2 separate regions of the Mus musculus genome follow, and region 2 is linked to region 1. A link is a contact called in public promoter capture Hi-C data. All regions are on one chromosome and are shown on one strand. Each heading gives the region's core, a stretch centred on a gene start, on an enhancer-like site or on the middle of the called end of the contact. The rest is flanking DNA. Distances are from core to core; before and after follow the strand shown.

Region 1 (4,182 bases), core at 513-3,012:
GTGGGGAGAGTGAAAGAGGGAAGGAAAAGAGAGACAAGAGAGAGGGGACCAAGAGATCACATAGGGGGCTGGAGAGATGGCTCAGTGGTTAAGAGCACCGAACGCTCTTCCGAAGGTCCTGAGTTCAAATCCCAGAAACCACATGGTGGCTCACAACCATCTGTAAGGAGATCTGACGCCCTCTTCTGCAGTGTCTGAAGACAGCTACAGTGTACTTACATAGAGAGAGAGAGAGAGAGAGAGAGAGAGAGAGAGAGAGAGAACATGGTCGGAATGCACTGGGGAGGGGAAGCCTGTGAGCTGGAGACGTTTAGGGTAGGGGCAGGGTGAGAAGAGCTAAGAGGAGCTGGGCTGCCATCATGGGCCCTGTAGTAGATATTTGAGATGCTGAGAGCCTGGAGGCTGGCCAGCATGTGCACTTTGGTCATTTCAGACTTTTTGTTGATGATAAAGGGCAATGGAATCTCTCTGTAACTGCTTCTTGGCTGAAATTAGGGTGTCATTGTCAGAGCCAGGAAGGCTGAGATGCTAGTAAGGCCAGGGGTGGAGAGAAGATTCACACCAGCAGATCGTTATTTACATGTATATGTGTAGGAAGGGAGGTGGAGAAAATGAGTCAATTGCAGACACGGTGGTATTTGTTTGGATGTGAGGCATGAGGAGATGAAGGATCTGAAGAGGACAAGTCGAAACCAGGCTTGGACCTTGAGAGTGATGATGTCATTAAGTGGAGACACAATAGTCCGGGCGGTGGTGGCACACGCCTTTAATCCCAGCACTTGGGAGGCAGAGGCAGAGGCAGGCAGATTTCTGAGTCAGAAGCCAGCCTGGTCTACAGAGTGAGTTCCAGGACAGCCAGGCCTATACAGAGAAACCCTGTCTCTAAATAAATAAATAAATAAATAAATAAATAAAAGTGGAGACACAGCTTTGCTTGAGTGATCCTTTGTAGAAGTGAAGTGTGGTAAGTTAGAAATGATTATTTTTATAAAATTTATTTATTTATTGGTTTTGTGTGTGTGAAAGGACAATCTGCAGTACCATTCTACCTTGTGGGTCAGTCCTGGGGCTTGAACTCAGGCCTCTAGGCTTAGCAGCAAGTACTTTTCCTCACTGCTAAACCAACATGCTGGCCCAAGGGATTATTTTCTTGAAGCATCTGTGGATGCTCCTTTCCTGCTACTCAGCTGGACAGTTAGATCAGGTCTGGCGATTGTTTCTTAGTATACAGGCAAGGAATACTCTTGTAATGAGAACGGCTCTGTTTTTATAGTGCTCGGTCATTAGCACCCCAAACTGAGGTAGTTATTACTTCCCCAGCAGTAAAAGCTTGATTATAGCCCCTGTCTGCTTATTGTGTGAAGGCTTTTGGCTCCTGAAACTTCCACAGGCAATATGGTATTAATGGTGATTAATCATCATGTAACTCAATACAAAGACAAGAATATTTACTGTGACTTCCTGGGAGTACTGGTACAGTTTTTTAGGGGCCCTCGGGGGCAAGAGACGTGGACCGTTCTCCGGGTGGCCCTGGGGCCTTCCCAAGCCTGAGCTCGCCAGCAGTGAGCAGCGACTATCGCTCTGGGCCAACCCTCCCTCTTACCTGGAGCAAAGGACCCTGCGTCCTTTCCCCTTCAGGGACTGCTCCCCCTCCTAGAGCGGGCGGGGGGCGGGGCTGGCGCTCGGCTCCGCCCTCCGCCCCACCCGCGCGGCCGACTAGGTTCGTGGCCTTGCTTGTGCGACTGCGCGAGCCCTGGACTCGAAGCAGCCATGATGGTGGGTGTTCACGGCGGCGCCGAACTCGGGGCGCGCGGTGGGGGCGGCGGGCGCGGGGACGGCGCGGGCTGGGCGCTAATGTCTCTCTTTGTGTCTCCCCCTTTCCCTGCCTCCCCTTCGGTGTGCTGGGCCCGCCGACCCCACAGGAAGGCCTGGATGACGGCCCCGACTTCCTCTCGGAGGAAGACCGCGGAGTAAGTTGTGTCTTCTGTGGTCTCGACCCTCGGTCCCTCCCCCGCCGTGGCCCGAGAAGGGGTCCAGGCTGCGCTGCCGCCCTGGGTCGCCCTCCCGACCTCCGCGACGCGCGCCCCGCCCTTCTGCAGCCCTTCGTCCCTGGGGTCGGGCGCTTCTCGGTTCCGCTGGTCCCGTGGCCGCTTTCTCGCCCTAGGTGGGCGATCCAACCCTGTGCTGAGCTTGCTTTTCCCAGGCCCCGCTGCAGGTGGGGTGGCCGGGTTGGAACGCCCCCATCCTTGACTCTCTGGGCCACGAAACCCATTTTCAGACCTTCCCGGTGGTACCGTCAAAATCTTTCTGTGGCTTTCTGGAACCTCGTTTCTCCTTTCTCTGCTGAATGGTATGGATTTGGTCTAAATTTACTCTTTTGTAATGATTTTTTTGCAATCAGCAAATCTCAGTTTTGCCCTAAAAGATTTTTAAAGAACGGGTCGCTTTCAGTATCTTTACTTTTTCTAGTATATTCCTCAATCCCCATCCTTTTCAGGATTCTCTCGATATTGTCTCCCATCTCTAGCTCATGTTAAGGTATGACTTACAAAATAATAATTTATATAAAGATGTACAGCGTGATATTTTGATGCGTGTAGAGGTTGTGAAATAATTACCATTGTCAAGTTAATGAACACAGACCTCACTCGGGACCTTACTCAGGTACCTTCATTTTCTTTTTTGAGGAGAGCACTTGGTCTGCTCTCAGCAGAGTTTCAAGTATCCATTATTATTAGTCACTCCACTGTACATTAAGTATCCAGAACTTAAAACTGAAAGTTTGTATCCTTTGACCACTCTCCCCCCTCCCCGCTTCCTGCCCCTTGTTCAAAGGTCTCATTTCTCGCTCCCACTGCATCCCCCCAGCAGCACTCCATTTGTCTTAGTGAAAGATAGCATTGCATGTAGAGCCTTGTACAGGTGCACTGTTACTAATGTATGACTGCCACTAAGCAAAGTTTCATTGTCACCATTTTATCACTCAGCAGCTCACACTTGTCCAGAAACTTGGTTTGAAACAAGTTTCCTTGTACAAAGCAATTTTTTTCCTGCCTCCCAAGTGTGGATGTGGTGCATGCCTCCTAGCCTAGTTTTCCTTTTGTTTTCTATTTTGCGGCTACTTATCCATCCTAGAAAATGTGAGAGATGCAGGTGTTAGTGGATTCAGGATAGATGGTAACCGTGCAGGATATTGTTGTTGGTAAGAGATTCTTTGTCTGTGTGGTGGGTAGGTGCAACTGTGTACAAACAAGTTCTGTAGAGGTCAGACAGTGTCAGACCCCAGAGGCTGGTGTCACAGGTGGTTTTGAGAGCAATCTGTGTGGATGCTGGGAGCTGAATTCAGGTCTGTAAGAGCAGTGTGCCCTAACTCCTGAAGTCATCTCAGCAGCCCCTGAAGCAGTTTTAAAGAGTTAGTGTCACAGAGGGGCACATACTACTGCTGATCTGTTTCCTTCCTCCAGATAGTCCCGTCTGTTCTGCTTTTCTGTCATATGTGTTCCATTGCAGAGAACAACTTCGCAGACCCAGCTCTCTCCTACTTGTATGTGGGTTCTGGGATTGAACTCCGGTTGTTAGCAAGCACTTCACTTACCTAGCCATCTTGCAGGCCAAGGTTGGGGTTTAATAAAGCTATTTAATTCAGGCTTAAGCATGAGGGTTAGGAAAGAGCCACTCTCTTGGAAAGAAAGACAGGCACACCCAAGAGCATGGGATGTAAGTTTCTCTAAGGTGTCTTTAAAAGTCCTGTGGTGTGGATAGAGACTCCTCACCGGGGACCTGAGAGTAGCAGCCAGATGCTTTTTTGTTTTTTTCCAAGACAGGGTTTCTCTGTGTAGCCCTGGCTGTCCTGGAACTCACTCTGTAGACCAGGCTGGCCTCGAACTCAGAAATACACCTGCCTCTGCCTCCTAAATGCTGGGATTAAAGGCGTGTGCCACCATTCCCAGCTTCCAGATACTTTTGTAAATGATAAATGAACTCCCTCAGTTTACATAGCAGCTTCATTTGATTTCTGGTTTCTAAAATTTAACCTCTAGTTAACTATAAAACAATGCTTATGTGTATTAATTACAAAGAGAGAGAGAGAGAGAGATTTGGATAAGACAGAATTAGAATTTACTAATTGTATTTTGGGGTTTGTTTTGTTTGATGTTTTGAGACAGGGTCTTGCTTTGTAGC
Region 2 (4,280 bases), core at 1,769-4,268, 150 kb before region 1:
GCTTACTTATCATCTGGACATGGACAGTAGACTGATCATCCAAACAGTATTCCTTCATAGATCAGTGTTTATAGTCATCGAGATTTTGGAGATCAGATCTCTATCTCCCTGTCTCCCATCCCCAAGCATGCACACATGTTTTGTTTTAGAAATTATTAATTTCTTGTGTATGGGTGTTTTATCTGCATGTTTAAGAGAGCATCTAATCCTTTGGAACTGACAATTGTAAGCTGCCATGTGGGTGCTGGTATTTGGAGGCAGGTACAATGGAAGGGCAGCCAGTGTTCTTAACTCTTGAGCTATCTTCTCAGTCTCACACACCCTTTTTAAACTACATCCCTCAAAGAATCCCTCTTGGTCCTTCCCATCACAGAGCACAGTTTGTGTATACTGAAGCTTTGGACATCTTTATAGTCTTTGACTCTGTTTGATTTGTTTCTGTTTTAAAACAGAATCTTACTATGTAACCCTTGATGGCCTGGAACTCCCAGAGATCCTCCTGTGTCTGCTTTGTAAGTGCTCGAATTATAAATATCTAGCATCATGCTTGGCTCACAGCCTTTGAGACTTTAGAATAGGTGAAGATAACACTAGAGCCCTTCTTGTAGCACACACAAGAAGTTACACCATGAGTTTGGAATTATTTTAGCATCTTAAGTATTTCAAGCTTTTTATGAAAGTCGATCAACCTTCTTGGCTATTTGTAGCACTAGATAAACATTTGAACTGTTTTAGAGGTGATGAAACCAGAGTGTGTAATTGTTACACAGAAGGCCTAATGGATCTATCAATAGCCAAATGCTGAAATTTATCTATAACCATAAGGTCTCTGAAAACTGAGCTAAACTGATAGATAATCTTGGCTAAATTATTCACAGCGCACTGTCTGATTAAGATGTGGCAAGTATAGGCAAGTTTATTTAGTTGATTTCCAGACAATGTAGTTAGGTTTAGGCCATTTCTAATATACTCTGATGTATGATAAAGCTATCAAAAAAAACTTTTAAAAAATTTTTATTTATATTATGTATATAGGTTTTCTGTTTTTGTCTCCATGACTGTCTTGTGTGCAGTATGTGCTTGGAAGTTGGAATAGGGTGGAAGATGGTGTTGGGTTCCCTGGAACTGGGGTTTACAGATGGTTGTGGGCCAATATGTAGGTTTTGGGAATTAAATCTGGGTCCTCTCCAAGAGCGAGCAGCAAGTGATCTCAGCTGCAGAGCCATTTCTCCAGCCCCAAACCGTTTCATGAATCAAAGTTTTTATGGGGCCGTCTCTAAACAGATACCATCTAAAGTTGAAGTAGGCTGAAAAAAAAATCATTATCCTGGCCTGACATACTGAATAGAGTATATTTTGAATAATATACTATCCTGGTGGTGATTGTAGGAGCAAAAGGAGAGGTAATTATTTCAGAAACCTCTGGATGAAAATATAATGATATTTGTTAATATATTAATATGTAACTATATAATAACATAACTATACAGATAATAAATATAAATCTTTGTTTTCTTGAGATAGGAGGATCCTTCTATGTTAGCCCAAGATACCTCAAACTTACTATAACTCAGTCTGGGTGTAGACTTGCCATCCTCCTGCCTCTGCCTCCTGAGTACTGGAGTTATACATATGCTCTACCACGCCTGACTTATTTCAAGATTTTACATTCATTGAATTCCTTTTGTATAATATACTCTGATGTCATGATAACTGGATTGTTAGTTAAGATGATGTGGTCTTTTGTCTGTGTGTGGGGGAGATTGTATGTAAAATCAGAGGACACCTTGCCGGATTAGTTCTTTCCTTCTATGTGGGCCACAGGGCTGAAGTCAGGCTTGATGATAGCAAACACCTTTACCTGCTCAGCCATCTCAGCAAAGATATTTTGAAAGAACTGATCCTAATCATTTTGTTATTTGTAGTTCTGTGCATGAAAGTGTAATATGTAAGCTGAGGTGGACATTAAATATAATATGTATGTGTGAGTATTATTGTAAATAGCTGTCTATGCTGAAACAGTACTCATTTATGGGTTCTCATTGCAGAAGAGTTGTAGTGAACATAACTTGATAATTTCTTAAAAAGAAACTTTATATTGAAAATACAGTAGATTTTTTTTGGTTACTTCTAGACTATTGAAATTTTAGTTTTTCCCCTTTATCAAATATAAATACATTGCTTTTTAGTAAAAATTATATTGTGTATATATAGATAGATAGATATAGATATATATACACATGCATATGAGAGAGAAACAATTTTGTTGTTAGTAAATGGAATGAATTGTCCCAGTATCCATGGAAAATTTCCAGGAACTTACTACCACCCTTTTCCTCAAATAAAGAAGTTGTAGGTGCTCAGTAGAGCTCCTTAGGAAGTGCACAGTATTTGCATAGACACGTGTACTTAACTCGTCCATAGACGACTTGTAATTTCAGATAAACTGTACGTGCTCTGTAACTAGCATTAGACTGTACTGTTTAGAGAATAGTGGCAGAGAAAAATGTTCTGTATCCTTAGTACAGATGAACATACCCCCCCACCCCAAATACTTGTTTTTTTGAGTCATGGTCTCACTATGCCTGGAGCTCCTTATGTTCGATCAGGCTGGCCTTGAACTCATACAACTCCATTGGCCCCAGCCTCAAAGGGCTGGGAGTACAGACATGCACCACCACGCCTGGAATCTTCTGGTATAGAGGGCTGACTAACTGGGCCAGTGATTTAACACCGAGAAGTACGTTTGGTGTTAAGATGTCACTGTACAAATAGAAACAGACCTGCCCTTGTCAGTTCTTTGCTGGTGGGGGATCAGCAGCTACGATTGAGATACTTAAGTTCAGGGAAATTTCTCCTCTGTGTAGACCTAGACATGGAGTAGCAAGAGAGGAAAGTAACACAGAGGGAAGTCAGCTGAATAGTCTTCCTATTTGGTGGGTAAGTTGTAATAGGAACTGTTTCTGTTGCTCTCTGGCTGGTCGTCATGCTTCCTTAGAAAGAATGCAGTCAGGATTTTATCCCAAAGGAAGCTTTAATGAAAAGGCTCCAGCAAAGCTCCATTAGTTGTATTGTCACCACCTCTGGCTGAATGCATCTCCTTTCTCCTCTGATACTGACTGCTTCTTGTGCTAAGCGTGCACACTTTTACCTCAGGTTCTTCAGTGTTTCTTCTTCCTCTGAAGGTGTTCTAAGATTTGCTCATGGGTTGTTCCTCATTCCCCCACCATTACCACCACACACACCTCTTTAAATACTAACTTCCTAGAAGGCCTAGCTAGTCAGTTATCAAGTATCACTGCTCATATAAGGTAGTGGGGTTTTTGTTGTTAGGGTTTTGGGTGGGTTTTTGTTCGTTTGTTTGTTTTGCTTGCTTGCATTGCCCATCATTTCAATTCTAGAGGTTGCTGACCTTTGTCATTACAAATAGTATCTAGTGTACTGTAGGCTTTCCACTGCTGAGTGAAGGTGGTGAGTGAATAGATACACCCCAAAGGTGAGTGAGAAGGTAGTTAGAATGGAGATTAACTGTGTGGTTTCTTTGCCTTTTTTGTGTGTGCTTGAACTAGACAGATATCCTGCCACTGACCCATACTTCCTTTTTTAAAGTATATATTGACTATAATTTTTACTTTTTATAGCCTTGAACTTATGTCTCAGTTTCCTGAATACAGGCCCCAAACACCAGGCCTGGTTTGGCACTATGAAGAAAATTTAAAAGCAATTACAATAACTTTCTATTTCCATTTTCTTTTTCAGATTCCCAGGCTAGCTTGCAACTCCTGTGTCCCTTAGGCTAACTTTTGGCCTTCTGACCCTCACACCTGCTTCCCTAGCACTGGGACTGCAGGCAGTGTGCCTCTGGGCCCACTTTCCCTTTATCTTCCTTTGACATTTTTTTTTCCAAACTTTTCTGACAAAAGAGCTGGGGATAGCTCAATTGGTAGAATACTTACCTAGCATGCATAAAGATGTGTTCAATTCCCCAACCAGCTGGAATAGGTGGCACATGCCTATAATACTGCATTGGAAGGGGAAGGCAGGGGGGTCCAGGGTTAAGATACCCTCAGCTATGTAGTAAGTTCTATATCATCCTTCACTATGTAATGAGCTCAAAGCCAGCCCAGATTATCTGAGACCCTGTCTCAAATTCTAACCTAAATGGTACTAAGTACTAATTTATTTCCAGCTAATTTATTAATTAATTCCAATTTTACCAGAGGAAATTTTATTGAATGGATAATTAAAATGCCTACCTTAGATTAAGTTATGCCTTACAG

The links. Promoter capture Hi-C pulls out the DNA fragments that hold promoters and counts their contacts.
Region 2: a promoter capture Hi-C map of neutrophils shows a contact between it and region 1, with 2.1 times the contacts expected there. The contact joins the enhancer-like site here to the promoter of Snx6 in region 1. A contact is called at or near these places in 4 of 39 promoter capture datasets (the C10 cell line, hematopoietic stem and progenitor cells and neutrophils), 2 of 115 datasets of contacts at active chromatin or transcription factors (craniofacial prominence and intestinal villus epithelium) and 3 of 9 other capture datasets (adipose tissue, liver and macrophages).

Annotation. Positions count from the first base shown.
Region 1 is chr12:54,793,242-54,797,423 of GRCm38.p6, reverse strand. Snx6 (sorting nexin 6) reads left to right here and starts at 1,762. Exons shown (of 14, transcript NM_026998.3): 1 at 1,762-1,776; 2 at 1,923-1,970. The coding sequence starts at 1,771.
Region 2 is chr12:54,947,194-54,951,473 of GRCm38.p6, reverse strand. All of the region lies in intron 4 of Baz1a (bromodomain adjacent to zinc finger domain 1A), which reads left to right. Among named protein-coding and RNA genes, the nearest start is that of Gm51983, 22 kb to the left of the region's middle. Within about 2 kb of position 3,018, at least 7 of the 459 cell types and tissues checked have an H3K27ac peak or open chromatin away from gene starts, as enhancers often do. A contact at or near this core is called in neutrophils, where this site is marked.